Regions from separate parts of the Mus musculus genome. Here regions 2, 3, 4, 5, 6 and 7 are each linked to region 1. Evidence: chromatin contacts called from public Hi-C and promoter capture Hi-C data. All regions are on one chromosome and are shown on one strand. Each heading gives the region's core, a stretch centred on a gene start, on an enhancer-like site or on the middle of the called end of the contact. The rest is flanking DNA. Distances are from core to core; before and after follow the strand shown. Region 1 holds the start of Arrdc3 (arrestin domain containing 3). Region 2 holds the start of Rfesd (Rieske (Fe-S) domain containing). Region 3 holds the start of Ccnh (cyclin H). Region 4 holds the start of Rasa1 (RAS p21 protein activator 1). Region 5 holds the start of 2210408I21Rik (RIKEN cDNA 2210408I21 gene). Region 6 holds the start of Ttc37 (tetratricopeptide repeat domain 37). Region 7 holds the start of A230107N01Rik (RIKEN cDNA A230107N01 gene).

Region 1 (3,446 bases), core at 757-3,256:
TCTTTGAGAAGTCACATTAGACTAATAGCAAAGTAAATCTAATGAAGCAAAAGATCCTAGGAGCATCAAATAAAAGAGGGAGCAATACAGGGATGGTGTTGATTCCCCATTAGAAACTTTACAAACTACAAACAATACTAGGATCCTTTTCCATTAAATGCAATTCTCAGGCTCTTACATAGTGATCCTTAATTTTCAGAAATGTGATACAGTTCACAGCACCCACGTAGCCACGTTCACATCTATAACTCCAGTAACAGGGAGTCTGAGGCCACCGATCTTCTGGCTTAACAGGTTCCAGAACACACAATGCGTGCTCTTACATAGATATACATACATAAATAAAATTTAAAAAATAATGTAAATTCTCGTTGTGCCCACTTTTAACTCCACTCCTTGCTCAATCTTCTGTGGTGTCTAATGCTGAAATCCACCTCATACTGAAGGAAACTTGACATTCTAGCAAAGACGTGGCTGTTACCACTAGGGGGAGAAAAACACCAATAGTATTTGTTACCAACCCTTAGCCCAAGGGTTAGACACTTTACCTGGATTATCCACCAGGTGTCAACCAAGAGAAGAAAGTTGCCCCTACCCCCCACCCCGGACCAAATACACAGATGTGTAATTTTATGCATAAAAAGCTAAACTCTTCTTGGCTTTTCCAGTAATTATTCTTCACATAGTTATATTTTAGGTTTTTTTTTTCAGTTCAAGTGTCAAGTTCAATCTAACTAAACATGTAGATTTTTTTTCTTTTTTAAATAAAGAAAACAGCAAGATGAATGTGTTTAGTTTGTTGTGATTCGACCTATCCAGATTTATCATTCAAAAAAAAAATCTAATGTTTAACTATGGACAACCAACCCCCCACATTTTTTGGTTAGGCATAATACAGGATTTTATAACATAGCCCTGTTATGAGGTTATGTTGATTGTTAATGATCTATTACCCCCTAAATCCTGGTGATGTTTATGACTGAGTATTTTACTCAAGGCATTAAAAAAGGAGAAATGTGCCTGTATTTAAAGATGCAGCACGGCAATTAGCATGTTGAATTAAAAGTAAGGCTTAACAAAATTAAGCCTCACTTATATAACAAATCATACTTAAAAACCAAAAACCACCTTATATGCTTTCCTAAGGCTTTTCAGTCTGTTGTAAACAATGTCAGCTAAATGACTATGTTCAAACCGCCTCTTATGAGGTGGTAATTAGGGGTGTGAGCTCTATTCTTATTCCTGATACAGGAGTTGTAATCGAGTCATTCCCTGCAAAAGGAGCAAAAGGTGATGTCTTGAAAAAGGACTTTTTCTCCCTTCGAGGAAGTGGTCAGGCCTACACACTACACAGACAACTTGATTGGGTTTGATGCTGTAGGAGCTGAAGACGGGAGCTGCCTGGAGCATTGTTCTTTGGCTCCTCAGGCCTTGGCTTAGTCCATTGCCACCCAGCCTACAAAGTCCTGCTTGCTTTTGTTATTTCTATCCAAGTCAACAACGCTTTCTTCTATGAACAATATTTGTCTGCTTTTTATTACGTTTCTTTTGAAATTCATTAGCTCAGACTCGGGCCACCAACCGCTTGCCCAACTGGTTTCTCCCCTTCCCCCACGGCTCGCACGTCCTCCGGGTCCGCGGCCCAGGCGCACACTCCTGGCCTGGCGCCGCCGGGTCCCTCTGCTCAGCTCCGGGAGCGCGTGCGGGGCCGGCGCTGCGGCCGCGGCGGGGGTGGCGGGGGTGGCGGGGGTGGCGGGGGTGGCGGGGGTGGCGGGGGTGGCGGGGTGCCCGCCTGCCAATCGCAGCGGCCCATGCACCGAAGTCGGCGGCGCCCGCTCCACACCTACTGTACCGGGAGCGTGCGGCAAGAGCCGGGCGCGCGCCGCGCGGGAGGGAGCGCGCTGGAAGGCTGGCCGCAGTCGCAGCCTGCGCCTGCGCACTAGGGTTGTTTTTCACAAAGCTGCTCTTAAAGTGAGCTGGCAGCCTCCAGCCGCCCGTCTTTGTAAGGAGACCACTGAGACGAGCAGGAGCGTGGAGCAGCGGCTTCTCTGCTGCCCTGACTTTTTAAGAAATCTCAATGAACTATTTGTAGACAATCACTGATCCTGCCTGCATGATTTTTTTTTCTTGCACGGCAAAGACACCCATCAGTGTTAAGTGAAGATCACATCTTATATGCGATCTTGACTTTTTTTTTGGTCTTACATTATATTTTTATAGATTTTGTTATAATCATGGTGCTGGGAAAGGTAAAGAGTTTGACAATAAGCTTTGACTGTCTTAATGACAGTAATGTCCCCGTGTATTCTAGCGGGGACACTGTCTCAGGAAGGGTAAATTTAGAAGTTACCGGGGAGATCAGAGTAAAATCTCTTAAAATTCACGCAAGAGGACATGCGAAAGTACGGTGGACGGAATCAAGAAACGCCGGCTCCAATACTGCCTATACACAGAATTACACTGAAGAAGTAGAATATTTCAACCATAAAGACATCTTAATTGGGCACGAAAGAGGTAAGTTTTTAATTAGTCACTACATTCGACTTCTTTGCATGAGAACTTTAATCTCATTTAGTGCAGTTCTAATCGGCAGTTTGTTAAAGGTTAGCAAACTTAGAAGCTGTAGTTTCTCCTTGACGTTCAAGCGTGTTAAGCCTTAATCCATGCAGGCGTCTGCAAAGTGAGTGCAAACTGCACTTAACTACATCTGTAACCGGCTTCATATCTGCCATACGCACCTTACAACGTGTTTAAATGTGACTCCGTCGTTTTACTAATATTTTCAAATTCATTTGCAAAAGCTGCAGTCCGATATTGGATTTCCTTTATTTTACAATCTTAGATACAGAAATGAGCTCCAATAAAGAACTGTAGTGACATTTAAGAAGGTTGCTAGATGTATCTGATTTTGATATTAACGTGCAAACGACTTTGAGGACTTGATTATTGTTCTTTGATAAAGGGCTTCCATCCCTTATTTTGACATATGGCACCAACACCCCCACGTGTTTTCCCCCTATTTTTCCCAATTCCCTTTAAAATGTACATCAAGCATCGTTTATTTCAAAGAATAATGTCTATCATTATGCAAACTATTAAGTCAGTTTTAGAAGCCATTCGGGGTCAGTGATTTTCTTCTCGGAGCATCATGTCTAACTTTGGAACGTGGATTCAATGAAACCCATGGCAGACAGATGGAATTGAAAAGTATATGACACATCGGATTTGGGTTTGGGGTATAAGACGAAGATTGAAGCATTGTCAAAGGGAGAAGGGGTCCTGAGATTTGCAATCTGTTGTTTAAGTGCCTACATTGTGGAAATACAGGCGACTCCAAGCTTGTTTTTCTAAGTTTCCACCCTTTGTTAGAAGCGGTTCAATCCTGTTTCGGACCAGTTCTGGGGGATGGTGAGGAGGGGCGCTTGTTCTCCTCTCAGCAGATTGGT
Region 2 (3,258 bases), core at 501-3,000, 4.9 Mb before region 1:
CAGAGCTCCCAGGGACTAAACCACCAACCAAAGAGTACACATGGAGGAACCCATGGCTCCAGCAGCATAAGTAACAGAGGACGGCCTTGTTGAACATCAATGGGAGGAGAGGCCCTTAGTCCTGTGCAGGCTCGATGCCCCAGTGTAGGGGAATGCCGGGGCTGGGAAGCAAGAGTAGGTGGGTTGGTGAACAGTGGGAGGGGGTTTTCAGAAGGTAAACCACGAAAGGGGATAACATTTGAAATTTAAATAAAGAAAATATCTAATAAAAAAGAAATCTCTTGAAGAACAAGAAGGAGAAGGAGAAGCAGCACTGATACTTTCCAGGGAAGCTAATGAACGTCACGTTGAGTTATGAATCCTGCTGCTGTAGTCTTCCTACTAGGAAAAAAATAATGCCTTGGCTCTCCCTCCAAAATCACTGTTTTTAAAGTGCTATAGTGCTGGAGAACATAATTTTTAATACAGTTTTTGACAAAAAAAAATAAAAATAAAAAATGTTCTGTTCTACCATTGTCTTTAAAAATAAAAACTGTTTTGTTGTTCGTAGATCCCTAAAATTAGATTTCTTAAAGTGAGAATTCCATATAAAACTATTTGTTTTAGATAAGTGGATGGCCCCGACAGTTTTAAACACCTTTCTAATGTAGATAATTCATTCAAGTATAAAGTCACTGAAGACAAAAGACATGAAATTAAAGGTACTCACACTCATGTGTCACTCCTCTTGAGCAATGACTCAGGGACTCTTAGAGTGGGGACCTGGCCCACAAATTATCACAGTGCTTATCTCCAGGGTGACACCCTGGCTTTTAGGCTCAGGGAAGGGAAATGCTTTAGTCAGTAGCAGTTTGATGATAATAAATACATTTGACTAGCTACATTTCACTACCGCTTGGACACTTTGCGTGTAAATGTTCATTACTCCTCACAAAATTAAATATCTGTAAGCTCATATGTTGCTTGGTGTAACTTTCGTGTCACTAGCAGCCAGCGATTTATAAAAGAAAAGAAACAAAAAACAAAAAACATGTGGCCTGAAAGAAAATCATCTTGAAAGTCACAAAAACCGTTCGGCAAAAACGTATAGAGAGTTTTATATTCGCAGTGCACACATGTATCGGAAAAGATGGTTCTGAATGTTTATGTAGGAATGCTAATGTACAAGATTGTCTTCACAAATATCTAAAGTAAAACACTTGCCCAATTTAATGAAGCCGTGCAGCTGAGCGAATTACTGCCAATGTCTGGTATTAAAGATGACAAGGCGTTTCACCAGCGTCTGAATCCCGGACTGCTTCCTAAGAGGCCTGTATCATAGGGTGTGCAGAGGACAACCACGTTAAGGCACCTCTACTCTATACAGCTGGGTGCAACCGCAGGAAGCGCAGCAAGGCTGGTAGCCACCCCCATGGCTTTAGCAGTTCTCAAACCAGTTTTATTTGCTAAGAAGACAGGCCGCAGCTGCTAGATTGAGCGGCGCTAGGGACAGCACGGCAACCAGCAGTCGTCCCGACGGCCATCCCAGGAGAATATTTGGGGTGCGTGGGACGTCAGAAGGATTCGCTTTCATAGTTTATGGCACAAGTGCGGAAAAGCCTATTTAAATGGCTGCAGGTCCCGGCTGTGGCCCAACTGTCAAGGCGAACAGTTCACTGAGGCTCTTGCCAATGCCAGTCCACGAGGGTCCAAACGCTCCCTGCTCAGACACCCGAGGACTCGGAACCGCTGCCAGCGGACGCAGGAAGTGCAGGCCCGGGCGGTGTCCGACCGGAAGCAGCAGCGTGCCAGAAATCTCCGCCCCGCTCCCCTCACCCAATTCCCGCACCGCGAGAACCTAACTTACTGTGCTGGGGTCCTCGCCCCGCCCTCAACACCCAGCTCCCGCAGCCCCTGCGTCCTGCGCCTGCGCGACGCGAGTTTGTGAGGAGGCGGGGCAGGGGTCACGTGCTAGGAAGTACTGGCTCCCCTCCCGTCCCTCCATCAGGCTGCTGTCCTGTTTGTGGAATTTTTCTAGCTCTTGTGGGATATGAGTAGGTGCATCATTTTCTTTCTCTTTTCTTTTTTCAAAGAACGATAATCGGACTCACTCTAAATTTATCCAAATTTTAAATGCACTCAGCAATCTCATCCCTAAGCGAAATAATACCTAGAACATGGGAAAACTTTACAGCCATATACTGTATACCCAAAGGTCCAATTCCATACACTACACCATACAGGCTCCCATGTGTAATATGCTCTCTTTAACACAAATAACTCATTGCTTGAGATACAAATAGGTTAAGTATTTGTGTATACCAAAGCTTTTAAAAATTACTAGATTTAAGGGGAGATGGTGTGTTTTCACTTTCAATTTCTCTTTCAGTGTTACATTAAGAGCAACACAATAAGAACTCCCCATACTTATGCTCAGAGGTGCAAGCTAAATGAGTCTTACTGGTTTGCAAGCATTCTCTGTAAACTGGCACGTGGCAAGCTCTTATAGAGCCCACAACCCGGGCTGAAGTTGATCACTTGAACCCAAGTGTTGGGCAGCACAGACACCCTGCTTTAAAAAAAGAAAAAAGAAAAAAGAGGCCAGCAAGATGATTCATGGAGTAAGGGTGCTTGTAAACGGGACAGCCTGAGTTGTAGCCCAGAGCTCATTTAATGATGTAGGAACTGACTTAACAAACTATGCTGTAGCATGCATGTCCCTGCTCACACAGAATAATAAGGATTTTTTAAAATTAATGATCCTTTGATTCAATAGCTCATAATCTTGGCTAGGCTTTAGATCTGCCTAGGAATTAAAACAAACAAAACCAAAAAACAATAACAAAGCAACTTTGCCCAGTATACCAGATCAATGAAGTAAAAATCTTAGAAAGGATTCAATATATATTTTTGTTTTTTAATTTCTGAAAGCTTTTCATTTTTTCCCTCCCAGAAAGACCAACTGCAATCAGAGGGAGTGAAAGGTCAAGATTTTATTCATAACAAAATCAGCTTAGAACTGGATCACTTGGCCCTTTCTCTTCTTGTCGCCTCACAATTCAAAATGCTCACATCTCTTAATAGCCAGCATCCTCTTAGATCTGCAGTTGGGCTCAATGCACTCCAGTCTCAGCACAATCTTCTTTGTAGAAGCCTTTTTGCGGAAAATAGGCTTAGTTTGTCCACCATAGTCACTTTGTTTCCTGTCATAACGCTGCTTACAAAGAATCCTTGTCCTTCTTGTACTGTGTCACCTTGTGGGGTTGGTCCTTTCCATAT
Region 3 (3,469 bases), core at 938-3,437, 4.3 Mb after region 1:
AAAAATTACTCCAAGTTATATAAGTAAAATTGATCCCTTATTCTTCTGGTCCCCTTTTCTTCCTTTCCTGTTGAGAAAACACAATCTTGAATTCTTTTAATTTTCTCCTTGTCCTAGGGTTTCTAGGATAAAACTTTAAGAAATGGGAAAATTTCCCCAAAGCAAGAAAAGAATTCCCAGCACTATGTGTGCTCTTGCAGATATCTTTTTTTCATTATTTGCATTTCAAATGTTTTCCCCTTTCCAGGTCTCCCCATTCGGAACCCACCTATCACATCCCCCCCTTCTCCTGTCTCTATAAAGGTGCTCTTCTACCCACCCACCCACCCACCCACTCCTGTCTTCTCATCCTCACATTCCCCTACATTGTGACAACCCAGATGTCCCTCAACAGAGGAATGAATATGGAAAATGTGGTACATTTACACAATGGAGTACTACTCAGATACTAAAAACGATGAGTTCATGAAATTCTTAGGCAAATGGATAGAACTTGAAAATATCATCCTGAGTGAGGTAACTCAGTCACAAAAGAACATACAAGGTATGTACTCACTGATAAGTGTATATTAGCCCAAAAGTTTAGAATAACCAAGATTCATTTCACAGACCATAGGAAGCCTAAGAAGAAGGAAGACCAAAATGTGGATGCTTCAGTGCTTCTTAGAAGGGTGAACAAATTACTCACAGAAGGAAATATGTAGACAAAGTGTGGAGAAAGACTGAAGGGAATGCCATCGAGATAGAGACTGACTGACTTGGGGATACATCACATATACAGCCAGCAAACCCAGCCCCTATTGTGAGTGCTGGGAAGTGCTTGCTGATGAAAGCCTGATATGGCTGTCTCCTGAGATGCTCTTCCAGAGGCAGATGCTTGCAGCCAACCACTGGACTTAGCTCAGGGGTCCCCTGTGGAGGAGTTGGAGAAAGGACTGAAGGAGCTGATGGGGGGTTGCAGCCCCATGGAGGGAGCAAGTGTCAACAGGCCAGACCTCCTGGAGCTCCTGGGGACTGGACCACCAACTAAAGAGTACACATTGATTGACCCACGGTGCTGGCCTCATATGTGGCAGAGGACGGTCTTGCAGGTAACTTTAGTGAAGTACATAAAACCTTTCTTTGAAGACCAAGAGGCAATAAATGCTCTGTAAAGCCAGATCTTTGATTACAACTCTTGGATTACAAGTTATATTGGTGCTCAAAAAACTTAGTCTGTCTACAAATAGTACATAGCACAGTTTAAGAACTGCTGTACAAAGACATTTGTGTTTATTTTTTTAAAAAGCACTGAAAAATTTCCAGTTAATAATTTATGTCTTGGTGGTGTCCAATGAAACAGTAGTATCTTTGTCATTGAGCTGTTAATTTACTTGTTCCTTTTCTAGGAAGACTAGAATGCATTTTGTTTGAATAATCTCCAATTAGATGCAGCAAAATGTGGCCTAAAGATTATGTAAAGAGGGCATTGATGCATGGCTGTGTTTCCAGAATTTGAGAGGCTTAGGCAGGAGGATCATAAATTTGAAACCACCATGAACTAAATATGGATTTCTAGTATATAATGAGACAATAAGGAGCTGAGAAAGGCAGGAAAAATGAGAGGAAACTCTACTGCACAAATTATGGCAGTGGGGGGATTGCTTTGTGCTCTCCCTGTTGGTATCAGGACCTCTGAAACTCGTGACATCATGTAGGCGAGACCCACAGACCTGTTGCCAAGACAATAGCCACCATATTCCCAGAATCCATTGTGCTCACCTCCCACTTTTACCTATAACCACGTCACCATCCATATATATACATACATACATATATATGTGTGTGTGTGTGTGTATGTGTGGTTAAGAGCACTGACTGTGTCATCCATATGAACTGGGTTCAATTCCCAGCACCCACAGGGCAGTTCATAACTGTCTGAAACTCCCATTCCAAGGGATCTGAAGCTGTCACACAGATATACATTCAGGCAAAACACCAATGGGCATAAAATAAAAATAAAAAATAAAGAAATGAAGGCTTATGGTTCTTTGTGCCCAGGCGTCCTCTGGAACCTGGATCCCTGCGGCCACGCCCACTTTCTGACCCTCCTGGGTCACGCCCTTCAGACTCCTCCCCAAAGCCTGGGAGCCCCGAGGCTCCGCCCTCCCTCGTTGCGGAACACCTCCCACCGGCTCCGGAAACTCCAGAGCAGACGCTGGCACGTGACCGGGACGTCACGCACGCGTCCGCGGTCTGGGCGGGGGCGGGGGTTCGCGCGTTGGCCGTCGCTCGTGGTCGCTGTCTCTCGGAGTGTCGCTGTTTTTGTCGCGGCCCTGCGGCCCGTGAGGGCTACAGCATGTATCACAGCAGCAGCCAGAAACGGCACTGGACCTTCGCTAGCGAGGAGCAGCTGGCGCGCCTGCGGGCGGACGCCAACCGCAAATTCAAGTGCAAAGCTGTGGCTAACGGGAAGGTGAGGTCCCCGCGAGCCAGCCCCTGTGCCCACCCTAAACCTGGGACCTCTCCTGAAGTCCCGCTTTGCCTGCAGGCTGGAAGCCTGTAGAGCGCTCGCCTGGCTGTGTCAGTGCAGACAGGGACTGACGCGACAGCCAAGTCCGGGGCTGGCGGTGGCAGAGGTCTGAGTGACATCCTGGGGACTGGCAAGAGCCTTGGAAGAGTGCGGACTTAGTGCGGGACTCGAACTGGTCACTTGTCCTGCAGGATGTCACGACAAATCATTCTCTGTAGATGGCAGGAGGGAGGGCACACACATAGGCTGGTGTCTAGTGGAAAGTCAGACTGGCAGGCAAGTGCCTGGAGTGCTGGTGGTCACTCATGGATGAAGCTGTACCTCTGCAGCAGTGGTTGAAGAACGTGCACAAGCAACTTTGTAAGCGGAAGTGTAAGGCGGTTGAAATTCTTGCCAAAACTGAAAGGAACTTTTCAAAGACTTGAAATGGGGGGATGATGGCTTGTTGGATCTGCTTTCCAGAAACAACCTTCACACAGAAGGTTGTACAAGGAAAGAAAATAGTTGACACAAGTAATGCGTGTTCTATGGGCCTCTATCCAGGTCTTCCTACAACTCTCCCATTCATTTCTGTGTACGGCCCTGGATAACTTTATAGTAGCTTCTACAAATTTCAGGCAAATAAAATTTGTACCAACAAAACAGGTAGACAATGAACTGAGTTATTTTAATTTTGGTGACATATGGATTTACTGCAAAAGCTACTTTGGGAGAGTTCCAACCCATGAAAATATGTATTTTTTTTTTAATTTACAAATAATGGTATCAAACCTGGGAGTGAATTGACACATACTCTGTCATGACTGTTTAAAAATGTCCAGCTGACAGTTTGAGAACTTGTAAAATGAAAGCCTAGATTCAGTTTATTGATTTTTGCTTATTCTTCTCCTAGATATTTTGCTTGATGCTTAGTAAACTTAACAAAGAGAGAAAGCTTCAGGTCTATTTTTTGTTGGT
Region 4 (3,410 bases), core at 522-3,021, 4.4 Mb after region 1:
TGGATATAATAAATATATAAAACATATTTGCATATTGCATATATTTATATGTAAATAAATAAATCTAATAATTCTAAGGAACAAGTTAGTGTTCAGTCTGGGGGCTCTTAATCACGTCTGTAATTCACAGAACTTTTTTTTTTCTCTCCACTTCTCTAAAGAGATCTAGTGTTTTTATGAATCGCAACGCTTCCAGCAGACATTAAGTAGGAGTTTGCAGCTGCAGTAAAAACAAAACATTCTGACCTATGAATTTGCAACTTACATTAATATAGTCATTTAAATACTTGTACTCAACGCCTCTGACTTCAGCAGGGAGCACTGGAGTTACAATAGACAGCGGTTGCCTTTATAGTGCCAAGTTCTGCTGAATCCCGGACACTATCTCAATTAGGAAGGGGCAGAACCATATCCGGTTCCCACTGAATACAGTTTCCCATGCTTCCCATCTTAAAAACTTTTACGTCTTCCCAAAAGAGCAATAAACATACGAAGACGCCAGGAAGAGTGCCTGTAGGGGAAAATGACTGATCAAATTAAATCCCTATATATGGAACCTGAAACTTCAAAACTTGTCAAACAAATCACAGCGGCAGGAGCACGGTATGTGTCGTTGCCCCTTCTTTCCCACTTCTTACACGGAGCCAGCTTCCACAATCCCTCAACAGCAGTTTGACTTACTGGTTAGTGGGAGGTGCGGTCAGCGGTATGGCCACCTCTTCCTCTTCGTATTCTGGTCCATCCAGGGAGTCACCTTCATCCACGGTCCCCAAACCGGAGCCCAAAGGGGGCAGCTGAGGAGGCGGCGGCAGAGGAGGGAATCCGCCGCCCGGCCCGAGCGTCTCAGCAGGCAAAGACAGAGTCCCCTTGGTGAAAGCGACGTCTCCCGCAGGTCCGGCGGCCGCAGCACCAGCCACGCCAGCAGCAGCACTGCCGGTCAGCGCGGCGCCCCCCAAGACACCGGCCACCGGCCCGGTCCCCAGGAACCCGGACCCCGACGCGGCTCCGCCACCGAGGGCCGCAACCAAGTCGGCGTCCGCCAGCCCGGGACACGGGGCGGCTGCCACCGGCAGGGCCGCGGGTAACTTGACCCGGCACGCTGCCGAGTAGGCGCTGGAGCCCGTGGCCGCGCCGCCGCCGGGGCCCGCCGTCGCAGGGCCGCCTTCCTCACTGCCCGCCTCGGCCGCCATCATGTTGAAGCCCGCTCTCCTCTAGCTACCCTGCCGCCCGGGAGCCCCGGGGGCCAGCAGGCCCGGGCTGCGAGCCGCCCCACCCAGGCGCGTCCCCCTTCAGCTCTCCAGGCAGAGGAAACAACAACAAAAGGAGAGCGCCCGCCGCCGCGCCCCCTCCCCGGGCCACAGCCCCAAGCTCCGCGGCTGCTGGCTGGCTTACGGGAAGCGACGCGGGCAAAAAACCCAGCGCCTGCAGAAACGCTAGGCAAACCTCGCCGCGCACACCCACACTCACGCGCACACATGCACAGGGGCGCCAAACTTCCTGGCTACGCTAAAGAGGAAGGGAAGCCCGCTGCAGCGGCTGAGGCAGCGCCGCCTCGGCCGCCGCCGCCGCCGCGCCTCAACGCCCGGGTTCCGGCCGCCCCCACCGCAGCCACCAGTGGGGCTGCCTATGCCAGAGCCACCGTAGCCTCATCTCCGCCGGCTGGAGTCGGGAGCAGTGGGCGGGGCCGAGGAAGGGGGCGGGCCCGCAGAGCCCGACTCCGCTGCGGGCTACCTGCGGCTCTCCGGAGCGAAACCCGGGAGAGAAAGAAGGGCGGGGCCGGGAAGAAGGGAGGGGCGGAGCGGGGGCTTCTGCGCAGGCGCCTTCCGGGAGCGCGTCCGGACAGAGGAGAAGGAAAAGCAGCCTGGGCAGGAAGCGGCGGGCGCGCGCGGAGGCGTGGCACAGCTTCCCACTGAAGGGTGCGGGACGTGTGGTGCGGCCGTCCCTCCACGCCACCGGGCTCGGTGCAGGCCTACCTCTCACGGCTTTGTTTACAGGGAGAGAAGGAAGATAGCTCATCTCCAGGCCCGAGGGACTGGAGGGACGAGGGGGCGATGAGAAGGAAAGGATGACGCCAGGAAGTCCATTCACTGCTTTGTAACTTGTAGAAAAATGGCCTTAGCTGCCCGTACAGTCGGCAACAAAAATCAAAACAGTATTCATAGTTTATTCCTTTCCGTCGCATGCTATAAATCACCGTATAACTTAGGTGAAATAATTTAAGCCTAGATCCTTGGACCTGAGAAAACAACGGTTGAAAGAAGCCATGGAGAGTATGAAGGTAGAAGTCAATGCTACCATTATATACATAAGTTCTCTTCACCGAATGTCTCCCTCACATGTTTGGCTGTCAGAGAAGGAATGTAGTATTTAGAGGAAAAGTGCCACCGAAGTCATAAACCAATATATTTTGTCCTAGTTTGTATGCAAAAATCTGCAACACATACCAAAGACACACTACATGTCTAAACTTTGACAGATCAATGTCACCCTTTATGAACCCTAGGAAAAAGTTTTATTTCCCGTACTTGTGTGTATATATAAATTCATAAACACATACTCAACTGTTAGAATTATCTTTTCATGTTCCCTGGGGATAGGTTCCAGGGGCCTGTTGAGTTACAAAATTATTATCTTAAATAATTTGGGCACATTTTCCCATTTACACAGTAAATCATCTCTAGCTTATCCACAACTCTTAATATAATCTAAATATCATTTATTTTGTTATTATTAGAATAATGACAAAAATTTATGCAGGTGGAATTTTTTCCAGATATTTTTGTATGTGGCACCCTTGAATCTATAGTTTGCTAATATGAAAGCAGATAGTATATAAGCAGCCATTCATATAGAGAGATCATGCTGGTTGCTTGAAATTTATCCGTGTTAGAAATTTGCCCTTTAGGGTTCATGTACTGTACTAGCTTTTCTGTTCTCCCTGGAAAGTGTCACATTGAATGCAACTGATTATTGATAATACTTTCTCTATTAAGTTTGACCAAGCTAACTTGCTGAGAATAGCAAGAGGCTGAGATAGAATACCAGGGAAAGAGGGAAGGAGTACCATTAAGGGAAATGACAAAGTACAGACAGGACATTTCCATATTCCTGTATACCCAATCTATAACAATCAAACTGATTTCAACAGTAGTAGTGCTTGCCTCTTGTGCAAAGTGTCAGCTGAGAAAGTGAAAGTAAATTGTATAAGGGAGCTAGAAGTCAGCGTTAAACTGACCAATTAGGTGTAAAAGAAATTTTTATCTGAGAATTTCTGAATCAGAAAATGCACCATTTGTGTTTAAATGAGTCCTTCCAGTGATTTTTGACACACTTAATTTGAGTACTACTGTGCTATAACATAGTATACTAATTAAGGAGGCAATATACAGAAACTTGAAAAGCTGTAAAAA
Region 5 (3,203 bases), core at 480-2,979, 3.7 Mb before region 1:
TACTTTCCTATTGATAAAAGTTTCTATTTTTCTCTCTCAAAACAGATTTGGATCAATTATTGAAAATTTTCATGCATATTATTAAAATAATATATTTTAAATTTCAAAATAATCTTGTTGGAATCGCTTAAAAAGAACAGGTGATGTTCGACTTAAGTTCTGAAAGTATTCAGTCTCCTTTAGCCTTATGATTTTAACCTATGGAGAACTGAATTTATTCTTTACCTGGTTTTTAAAACAGTGGAAATTTGTAGAATAATACAGCCAAGAAACAAACTGAAAATACTATTTAATTAGTAAGCCTATACTATTGGTTTCCTAAAAATCAAAGAGGCAGCCATGGAAATTGTGAATGCATGGAATGGAATTTTAACTGCTCTTTATTTTGATTATGAAAAGGAATTACAACAGACTACTGTTTCATACACCAACATGATCTAAGCTTTCTGCTTTACAAAAGCAAAAATATTCTAAATCATATCATTGATTTTCACCCAAGTCAATGAAGCATGAGAAAAATCTCGACTAAGAAAACAGGTCTAACTGAAGTTTAGTTGCTTATTGAAGACTGTCTCACATTAAGATATATCTAAACATTTGAGTGTTTCAACATCCTAGGTCGTGAAATTCTTAATGTTACCTTACAAATAATCAAATTTCTTCTCACACAAATCTACCCAAATGATCAAGCTATGTTTTGAACACCTAGAATAAACAAGAATCATTCCATTCACAGCAACAGCTTGAAAACCAATATAAGACCTGGGTCGTGATTGAATTCAAGTCATTTCCAATGTTTCAAAGGAATTTTTTCTCTTATTTATTTATCTATTTTCCTCTGTAGAGGATAGTCATTTTTCACAAAAGAGCTTGGGGAATTGAAAATCAATTTCGATCAACCACAGGTCCCAAATCCCGATTTGGAGTATTAAGGTAAATGAGTATCAATTTAGCCAGACCTTGAAAACGCAATACATTTCTGTCACTTAGAGTTGTCCTGGTGCTCAGGAACCCCAGGAACACAAACCCTTCCTTTAGGAGAGGTGCTCGCGCGCTGCTGTTCAAAGCCTACAATACCGCTGAGATAAAAAGCTCATTTTCATTTCGGTGTGAAAAACAATTCTACTCGAGAGAAAGAATGTCTCGTTTTTCATCTTAATGAAAGGCAGGCCCTGGGAATCCCTGCCACCTTCATGGAAGCTAAGGTTTGTAGGCATCCAAGAACTGGCACGGGGTGAGGCGTCCTAGGCGGTTCTATGGAAACGGGAGACGCGAGCGGCCTAGCGCCCGGAGCCCCGGCAGCGGGCAGCGGCCTGGGCGCGCTGCGGGGCTCGCCAGGGACCTGTCTGCCCAGAAGGGCCGGGCAGGCCGAGATCGGAGGGCCCGGCCATCGGCACGGGCGCGGGCCCCGAGTTCACCTTGAAGGAACCAAGGCTGTGAAAGCACGAGCGCCAAGCGCCTCCGCGGCCCAGAGAGGACGGCCGGGAAGTCAGAGGCGCTGCCTGAGAACGCGGTAAATGGCGTCTTCCGAGCTGAGGCGCTTTACCTTCCCGGCCGAAGCTTCTGGGCTGGTTTCGTCTTGCGAAGCTGCCGGTGGTGGCGGTAGGGGCGACGACTACCACCGTAGGACTCCCTGCTCCAATAAACTAGGTTCTAGGAAACAATTTCCCGCCGCGCGCTCGGCGTTCCCGGAAGCAGTTTACCAGTTCCGGGTGGTTGTCAGTGACGCTCTCGAGCGGTCGCCAGGGCTGCCTGAGATGCCGACTATTTGGTTCTGGCCAGCGCGTCAGGCCCTTGCAGGATCAGCGCCATAGACGGAGATTGGTAAGTGACTTTTCCCTCTCTTCCCGGTGTTTTCGGCCTGCCAGCTACCTGCCGAATGTGGATAGGACCGAGAAGTGAGCAGACAGAAGTTGGCCCCCTAAATCCCCATCCTTTCCTCTGGTGCCTGATCCTCCTTGAGGCTGGAGAAGGCCCTGGGATCCGGCTCACTGTCTTCATTCGCTTGACTTACCTCCAACGTGGAAGTCGATCTTAGCCGAAGACAACTGGTTCTGTGCAGTGTTTCTACCCTGTCTATTCGCAGGGTTTGGTCTCCCTGTTTCTTGAAAGTTACATTATGTACCCTTTACTGAATACTGTTAAAATAGTTGGGGGTTCACTTGGGAGGGCAAGCAGGCAGCTGAAGACGGCGGCTTTTGCATGCATTCAGAATGGGACATTCCTGATTTTCAATTAATTGAACTTTTCTCCTTCAGTTTTAATTAAAAATGGCTTCTGTTTTTGTTTTTTTTGTTTTTTGTTTTTTTTCTGCTATGCATTACTGAGACGCTATCATTCCTATAACGGTATGCATCAGCTTTAGATACACGTTTTATGTTGTGGAAATCATTGATTAGAATCAGGTACACTTTCAGTAAGGAATGTTCTGACTTTACTATGAACTCACTGCGAATAGTTCAGGATAATTTTGGGTGGGGATTTGGAGTTACCCAGAGGAGTTGTAAAGAGAAATTGCTTTTGACAAATGTCTAGTTCGAGGAAAGATGCTCATTTATTCAAAGACGCAAAAAGTGTTACTCTTTCTTGACCAATGCAGTTTCCTCGGGGGAGTTCACTCATCCTCTTATTATTTGTTGATCACCTTTTCCCATTTCTCCAAATCAGTCAATCTCAAAAGACGTCTAGAGTGTACCATAAATTAAAATATAATATTAGGACTAGAGAGATGGTACACTGATTAAGAGCTCTCTGCTCTTCCAGAGGTCACTAATTCAATTCCCAGCACCCACATGGCAGCTCACAACTATCTGTAACTCTAGTAACATGAGATTCAGTGACCTCTTCGGGTGTGCAGGTATACATGCAGATGAAACACCATGTACATAAAATATATGCATAAACAAATCTTTTTAAAAAGAAAAATGTCATATATTCAATTAAAGGGACCTGAAGCATCAGACAAGCGCCCCTTTGCCTTTTGAGAGTAAAACTATATTTAGAAAAGCATGTTGATCTTTTTAACTGCCTGTTTGATTAATCACTGAACTTTTATAGTTTCTGAATGATGCAAATATTGTCACCTTATGATTTTTTTAACTTATATCTTAAACAGTTATAAATACTTTCAGGGAGATTTTATGTTCGTCACGCATAGCAACTAGCTTTAAAAAAAAAAGCACTGTTCTTATTTGTGCCTTGGA
Region 6 (3,565 bases), core at 250-2,749, 4.8 Mb before region 1:
GTAAAAAACAACAGGCCAAGCACAACAGTTTCATACTCTGATCATATTTACCTCCACATTCCCTCCTCCCCACCCTTGGCTCTTCCCATATCATCTCACATGACTTCCTCCTATTTTTATGCCTTTTGATTCTGGCTATCCTTATGGGGATCAATTGGTTTGAGCTACATTTCCCTAATGATTAATGAATCTAAGCTTCTTATGATGGGCTTATTGGCTATCTGTGTATATTCTGTGTAGGAATGTCTTTTCAAATCCTTGGCTCATTTTAAATTGCCTAAACCAAGATTATGACAATTTACACTTCCATTGTCTTGAAGGAGTTTTATAGCCTTAGCTTTTACATTTAAATCATTGACTAACTTTTGTTTTTACACATGGTGGAAGGCAGGACCCAATTTTGTTCCTTTCCATGTATATATTTACTTTTCCAGCACTACTTGTTTATAAGACTATTTCTGGACTCTTAATTCTACTCTACTGGTCTGAATATTTATTGTTCTGCATGTAAAGTACTATTGTGGCTATTGTAGCTTTACCATTAGTTTTGAAATTAAAAGCTTTTTTTTTTTTTTTTTAAATCAGTCTTCTTTTTCATGTTTTTTTCCCCTTCCCAATTCGAGGTCCTTTCACTTTCCATATGAATTTAAATCAAATTTAAGGTGATGCATACACAAATAACTTCTTTAAATCAGTGCTAACACAAGTATAGAATGTCTAGATTAGTGGTTCTCAGCCTTTCTATGCTGCAACAGTTTAATACAGTTCCTCATATTATGGTGACTCTCCCAACCATACGATTATTTTTGTTGTCACTTCATAACTGTAATTTTGTTAGGTATGAGTTGTAATGTAAATATCTGATATTTCCGATGGTCTTAGGTGACTTCTGCAAAAGGTGACTCGACCTCTCCCAAGGGATCGAGAGCCACAGGTTGAGAATTGCTGGTCTAGTGAATAAAGTTCAAGGAGCAAAGCCCAGGAGTTAGAGACTGGCTTCTTTCTACTACTTTATTAGTATGCACATGCGTGCTTGCAGGTGTGCGCATGCGGGACCTCTCAACCCCAGGGTCCTGTTCCCTGTGATGTTTCTCCACAGGCTCTGGGCGGTGTCTGCTCCCCGTCCTTTGGGTACTTACGAAGGAGTCACTGGCGACCAGCACCACGTTGGGCGCCTGGTTCACTTGCATCCTTTTCTTCTGTGTTCTGGGGGCCGGTGCTGCGAGTGCTAACGCTGCGACCACCGACACCAACAGCAACAGCATCGCGGGCATGGCCGTTCAGAAGCGGCTGCTGAGCGGGTCTCCTGTAGCCTGCTCTCCAGTCATGAGCAGGGGCCGGACTCTAGGGACAAGACTAGAAGTTTGGCTTACAAATACAGAAGTAAATATGAGCGGCACCTAGAAACTACACCTCCCATCAGGCCAAGGGCAGGCGCATGCGCAAAAACCAATCGCGCTCAGCCCATGTGAAGACCGTTTTAATCAAATTTCGAGCTAATGATAGCTCTGCCAGTTCCTCTCACTCAAGCGATGTCTGGGGAAGCGCGCATGCGTTGTTCAGACTTGTACTTTGTGGCAGTCCCACATGCCCAGGTGGGTTCTGATCGCTTCGGTTTTGGCAGAAGTTGAAATCTAAAGGCAGTAGAAGTGGTATTTAGGGGGAGAAAATACTGAGCATGAGCGTGATGTTACGGGCTGTCTTCCTTTTGTGCGGGGCTGAATGTTCGCTGACAAAGTGAACTTGGCGGTGATGAGGTGGCAGTGATTCTGTCACTTGAATTGGATTGGGTTGTGCCTATATGGGACTTTAGGCTAGGTCACCTCGTGTGTGGTCTGGGTAGTGGTGTGGATTTCTGCTGCGTTCCGGAACCCTAGTCAGGAAGCCCCCCTCATCGTATTTCCTCCGTTTGCCGACCTGTAAGGATTATGCTCATGTGGGTTGAAGAGCGGGCCTAATAAGTTTCAGGTTCCAGATACGGAACAGCTTGGCTGTTCTTTGTCTTTGGAGTAGCAATAGGGACCGGTTCTAAAAGGTACAGATGTGGACTGTGTGAAGTGTGCGGTTAATTGATGTATGCTCGGAGTAACATTGTTGGGTATAGAATAATCAGCTGTTCCTTTTTTTGATTGCTAGATTCCTTTGGAGAATTCTGGAAGAAGCACGTTTCTATTTTCAAGTCAAATTATTCACTGATAAGTTTCAGGTATATATAATTGTACATTACACCACTTGTGTTGATTTTCTGGCAGGAAAAGGAGGAGTAATGCTATTTATTTAAAATCTCAACTCTCATATCTGGCAGCCTTGTGTACAGATTAATTGTAATAAAACACCTTACACATCTAATACAGAGCGGTATGTGTTTAGTGTCTGTTAAGCTTTACTGTATATTTACTGTGTAGCATGCTTTACGTGGAATGTACTCCTTAATCTTCACTTAGACTACTTTACAGATGCGAAAACAGAGAGGTTAAATAACTTTTCAATAGCTTATCTAAGTAGATTACCTCCTAAACAGGGCACACTCCCCAGAATTGTGTTGAGTAAATTTGGAATGTAGGACATACTTTACAGAAACAATATCAACTGGTGCTTAGTTTTATAAAAATTACATTTGGTATTCTTTTTTTTTTTTTTTTTTTGCATAGTAATGATTCGTTGAACACAGATGATCCTTGAAGGCTCTGTTTCTGCAGGCCCTTGTTCTGAGGACAGAGCACATCCTTTTCTTCTTTCTGTAATTGCGGTGTCAGTGAGAGCAGGCGCTGTAGCAGGTTGGTGGAATAGGTATTTTAGGGACGCAGTTTCAAAGGGCTGCTAGAACCTAAGAGGTTTCTAGTACTTTTCATCAGACACGAAGTGGGGCATATAAAGGTCCTCCCTGCTAGCTTGTCCAGCCCATACTTCACCTTCCCTGGTGGGAAAACTTCCACTGAGCAGCTCGTTCTATACTCGTGGAGGTTTAAGTATTAAAAGTTCTGATTTAGAGCTGAAGACAGTCTTCTGCTTTTAGCTACTCATTAATTCATTGTGCTTTGATATTACACTGATAAAAGCCTGCCTTCCTGTTTCTTCTCCAATAGTAGTCTTCTCAGTCCTGCTAACTAGTCTTCAGCTAGTTATTGCTTTACTGCAGGTTGCTTCACTTCTTTTTGTTTTCTCCTGGAATCTTAACCTTTTAAATTTAATTAACTAATTATTTTCCTGTACATAGCCACTGCAGCTTCCTTTTCCTCCTCTCAGTCTCCTCCTCTTTCCTCCTCTCCCCTCTTCCCATCCCTCCCTTTATCATCAGAAAAGAGGAAGCCTCCTATGGCTATCAACAGGCCCTGGTATATAAAATTGCCACAGGACTAGGTCCATCTTCTTCCATTGAGGCTAGATGAAGCAGCTCAGTTAGGGGAAAGGGATCCACAGACAGGCCACAGAGTCAGAGACAGCCTTTACGGTTAGGAGTCCCACATGAAGACCAAGCTGTACAACTGCTTCATATGTGCCAAAGACCTGGGTCTGTCCCATGCCTGCTCTCTGGTTGGAGGTTCAGTGGGCCCCTTATAGGCCC
Region 7 (3,135 bases), core at 104-2,603, 3.3 Mb after region 1:
TATCCTGCTAATAATTCCTATCCTACTGTCATATAGGAGAAGATGTTTTCTGATCCTTAACAAGGCTGCCAGGTTTAGGACAGATGGAAGACCCACTGTGTCACAAGTGAAAGACAAGACTTCACAGAATGTGATGTCACTGACAGGCTGATAGGCACTCGCCACCTCCATCTTTTCTTTCTCAAGGATAGCAATGGCTTCCCCCAGATACAGGAGCGGTCAACCGGAGTCCTTCTTTACTATACTGCAGTTGCCCTGGGGCCTGTCTATTAACAGGCTTGTTTCTATAAAGCAGTAACAGAACCCTTGGGGAAGTTCTCAGTTTCACAAACTATTCCTCAAGGCTATTGGTCTCGGAGTAGCTTCTCTCATTTCTTATAATTTCTCTATCACCTGTCACCCTATCTCCCCCCACCATTAAAAATTAACATAATGTATAAACTTTGTTTCTGTATCCTTTTGAAACAGCACCAATCTAACATCTCTAGGTAGCTCAGGATTGTTTCCCAGGGTCCTTGGGCCAGTTAGAGGTTGAACATCATAGCTGTTTCATAGTTGCAAGTTTGTGCAACCTTGACTGCTGAAGATGAATTTCCTCCCCAGTTCTGACTCCACAAGAGAACCACATTATGGTAAAAGGTATCTCACGGAGAAGGGTGAGATAAGCATGTTTCCATAAGGATCGTTAAACGGTGTGATAATTTCTGGGCCAAAGATGCTCTGTGTCCTTATTTCAAACTTACCTCTATGGTTAACCCTCATCACAATATAAAGGCAAGTTCACTGGTACAGATTTGGAAGGAGGGAGGTGTCATAAAGCATAAATGTGTGTGTATTTATGTATGTATGTATATGAGAATGTTGTAAGGCCCTTTTTGTTCATATTGGTATTAAGTAGGTAGGAAATGTCCATACTGAATTTTCTTCTTAGCTCCTCTGCTCTTTGTAGATATCCTCTGGCTTGAGCTGGCGTCTGTGAAGAGCAAAGAACTTCTAAAGGTCACATTCCATTGACCTAAGAGAGGAAGGTGCTTGGACAGCATGAATTTTTAACTGAGATTCCAAGGTACTGCGTAAGGAAAGCGGACAGAAAAGAGGCTGGCTGAGCTAAACAATTTCTGAATGATCTCAGCATGAATACAGCCAAGAAGGTTCTTTACCCTCAATAAACCGTCAGAGTACGAGGGCTACACCCACCCAGCTGATCCCTGCAGCAGCACAAACCGACCACCAGCGCCCGCGAAAAATACCGCACCTACCTAGGAATCCTGCGGGCATGCCGCCCCGCCCCGCCCTGCCCCGCCCCGCCCACCTACCTGTGCGCCTGCGCCCCTGCGTTCTCAAGGTCAGCCCCGCCCCCCGCCCTAGCCTCACACCCACGGAAGTGGCTTTAGAGAACGCCTTGCGGCTCCTCCTCTCTGCGTGGCGTGGGGTCGCTGGCGGTCCGGAGAGGGAGGAACTTCCTGTCCCATGCGGGCAGGACTTCCGGCCGAGCCGGAAGACCTTTCCCTTCGCGGTTTCGAGAGCTCCGTTTTGCAGAACCTGAAGGGGAGATTCTGGACGGTCCCGGGGACTCTAGACTGTCTGTCCCACGACCTGTTCTTGGCGTTATGGTGAGTCTTGTGAGGATGAGAGTGACAACCTTCAGGAGGAAAGGACAGGGAGGTCAGTCTGTGAAAGGAGCCGGTTGATGTCCCTGCTGGGAATGGAACCTGCTGGAGCGTTGGGATGAACCGCTGGCAGGACCCCAACCTTCCCAGAGTGCGCGCGGCCGCCGCCGGGGTTCCAGACAGCCGAGGGACCTGTGGGGTTGGAGAGGGGCGGGTCTGTCGGAGTACCCAGTCTAAGGAGTCTGCCCTCGCGTGTGTCCTGTGGCGCCAGGTGGCCCACTGATGACCTTGCTCTACCCACCACGTTGTCCCTGCCACCTTTTCCCGCCGCAGGCTTTTGGCTGAGATTTTAAGGACGCAGCAGTGCCTTTTTGCACGCTTGCCTGTCTCCTTGGAGACAAGCAACGCCGAGGCACTTAAGACAAAATTGGCTTCTCTTAACACTCAACTAGAGCAGAACTGAAAATCAATGTCACTTTTAAAGAAAATGTCCAGGTTGAGTCCCAACAGATTTAACTTGAAAGGAAAAATTTGTAATTTCCTATTGTACATCTCTATCGAAGGAGGGAGCACAGCTTGAGCCATATTATTTGCAAGTGTCTTAAAGGTTAGGTGAGAAGGATACGTAAACATAAAAAGAACCTGGTGTGAGAGATTGGAGGGAAAGGAGTAACCGAAGGGTGTTTTACCGTGAGGCCAGTCATTCTCAGAGTTCTCTGCTGTTTTAGTCTGAAAGGACAAGGTTCAGGGACTTGTACAAAGAACGTCTTAATCAACTGTAGATAAGAAGCAATGGGTGCTGACTGATCACACAGTTCAGGAGTTAATTGATGAAATGAATGGGATTTCGAAACATCTAAGTTTGGCTTTATTGGGGGACTATGAGAGGAAGGCAGGTGGTTGTGTAGGGGCTGGTGACTGCAGTCAACTACTTCCTGGAACATAAAAGGATTTAAAAAAGATAGTTGCTATTTCCAAGGTCCTAGGGTTCTGGTAAAGTTGAACAGGCAATCAGCCACATGAACGATTTCAAACCATCTGCAGAGACTTCTATCTTGGGTTCAAGCTTTAGTTGACTATGCTGCTGCCTTTTTATGTAGACCACACTGCCCTCTGATTCAGAGATCTGTCTGCCTCTGCTTCCCAAGTGCTGGGATCAAATGCATATGCCACTACTCCCAGTTTGGCCATGCCCCTTTTTTCAGGATTAATATTGCTGTTTTGTATGACTTACTAGAGAATAAAAAAATCACCTGGTTCCAGTTGCAAACTACCAGGTGACTTGTTTCTTTTAATGTTTTTGTTTGTTTGTTTGTTTGTTTTAGTGTTTTGAACCTCTGAATAGTATGGCTTAGATTCCTTAAGAGAGTTCTGTTTTCATTTGAGATAGTGAAATTAGAGAGGGAACGTTAGAACTAGAAGGAATTAAAGTCTAGCAACCTCCCCATCTCTTCAAATTTTACAGAAGGAAGAATGTGGAGTTTAGAAGCAGGCAGTGTTATACCTGAGGTGAGGTCTAATAAAC

The links. Promoter capture Hi-C pulls out the DNA fragments that hold promoters and counts their contacts. Hi-C and Micro-C count contacts between places; a contact is called where the count stands out from the background.
Region 2: a promoter capture Hi-C map of pre-B cells shows a contact between it and region 1, with 5 times the contacts expected there. The contact joins the promoter of Rfesd here to the promoter of Arrdc3 in region 1. A contact is called at or near these places in 2 of 39 promoter capture datasets (cranial neural crest and pre-B cells) and 1 of 484 Hi-C or Micro-C datasets (CD4 T cells).
Region 3: a contact with region 1 is called in a promoter capture Hi-C map of pre-B cells, with 7 times the contacts expected there. The contact joins the promoter of Ccnh here to the promoter of Arrdc3 in region 1. A contact is called at or near these places in 1 of 39 promoter capture datasets (pre-B cells) and 1 of 484 Hi-C or Micro-C datasets (pre-B cells).
Region 4: a contact with region 1 is called in a Hi-C map of muscle stem cells, with 8 times the contacts expected there. The contact joins the promoter of Rasa1 here to the promoter of Arrdc3 in region 1. A contact is called at or near these places in 1 of 39 promoter capture datasets (pre-B cells), 3 of 484 Hi-C or Micro-C datasets (muscle stem cells, olfactory sensory neurons and rod photoreceptor) and 1 of 115 datasets of contacts at active chromatin or transcription factors (astrocytes).
Region 5: a promoter capture Hi-C map of pre-B cells shows a contact between it and region 1. The contact joins the promoter of 2210408I21Rik here to the promoter of Arrdc3 in region 1. A contact is called at or near these places in 1 of 39 promoter capture datasets (pre-B cells) and 1 of 484 Hi-C or Micro-C datasets (CD4 T cells).
Region 6: a promoter capture Hi-C map of pre-B cells shows a contact between it and region 1, with 4 times the contacts expected there. The contact joins the promoter of Ttc37 here to the promoter of Arrdc3 in region 1. A contact is called at or near these places in 3 of 39 promoter capture datasets (cranial neural crest, hippocampal neurons and pre-B cells) and 1 of 484 Hi-C or Micro-C datasets (pre-B cells).
Region 7: a promoter capture Hi-C map of pre-B cells shows a contact between it and region 1. The contact joins the promoter of A230107N01Rik here to the promoter of Arrdc3 in region 1. A contact is called at or near these places in 3 of 39 promoter capture datasets (the C10 cell line, liver and pre-B cells) and 1 of 484 Hi-C or Micro-C datasets (rod photoreceptor).

Annotation. Positions count from the first base shown.
Region 1 is chr13:80,881,416-80,884,861 of GRCm38.p6, forward strand. Arrdc3 (arrestin domain containing 3) reads left to right here and starts at 2,007. Exons shown (of 8, transcript NM_001042591.1): 1 at 2,007-2,514. The coding sequence starts at 2,235.
Region 2 is chr13:76,016,812-76,020,069 of GRCm38.p6, forward strand. Rfesd (Rieske (Fe-S) domain containing) reads right to left here and starts at 1,751. Exons shown (of 4, transcript NM_178916.5): 1 at 710-1,751. It also overlaps the pseudogene Gm4165.
Region 3 is chr13:85,187,198-85,190,666 of GRCm38.p6, forward strand. It overlaps Ccnh (cyclin H), which reads left to right and starts at 2,188. Exons shown (of 9, transcript NM_023243.6): 1 at 2,188-2,455. The coding sequence starts at 2,339.
Region 4 is chr13:85,287,715-85,291,124 of GRCm38.p6, forward strand. Rasa1 (RAS p21 protein activator 1) reads right to left here and starts at 1,772. Exons shown (of 25, transcript NM_145452.3): 1 at 682-1,772. The coding sequence starts at 1,193.
Region 5 is chr13:77,133,807-77,137,009 of GRCm38.p6, forward strand. It overlaps 2210408I21Rik (RIKEN cDNA 2210408I21 gene), which reads left to right and starts at 1,730. Exons shown (of 20, transcript NM_001145676.1): 1 at 1,730-1,824. It overlaps Slf1 (SMC5-SMC6 complex localization factor 1), which reads right to left and starts at 1,662. Exons shown (of 21, transcript NM_134071.3): 1 at 1,547-1,662.
Region 6 is chr13:76,097,235-76,100,799 of GRCm38.p6, forward strand. Ttc37 (tetratricopeptide repeat domain 37) reads left to right here and starts at 1,500. Exons shown (of 44, transcript NM_001081352.2): 1 at 1,500-1,595; 2 at 2,137-2,206. It overlaps Arsk (arylsulfatase K), which reads right to left and starts at 1,426. Exons shown (of 8, transcript NM_029847.4): 1 at 1,140-1,426. The coding sequence starts at 1,274.
Region 7 is chr13:84,220,822-84,223,956 of GRCm38.p6, forward strand. It overlaps A230107N01Rik (RIKEN cDNA A230107N01 gene), which reads right to left and starts at 1,354. Exons shown (of 2, transcript NR_138587.1): 1 at 1,317-1,354; 2 at 1-1,069. Tmem161b (transmembrane protein 161B) reads left to right here and starts at 1,475. Exons shown (of 12, transcript NM_175187.5): 1 at 1,475-1,613. The coding sequence starts at 1,611.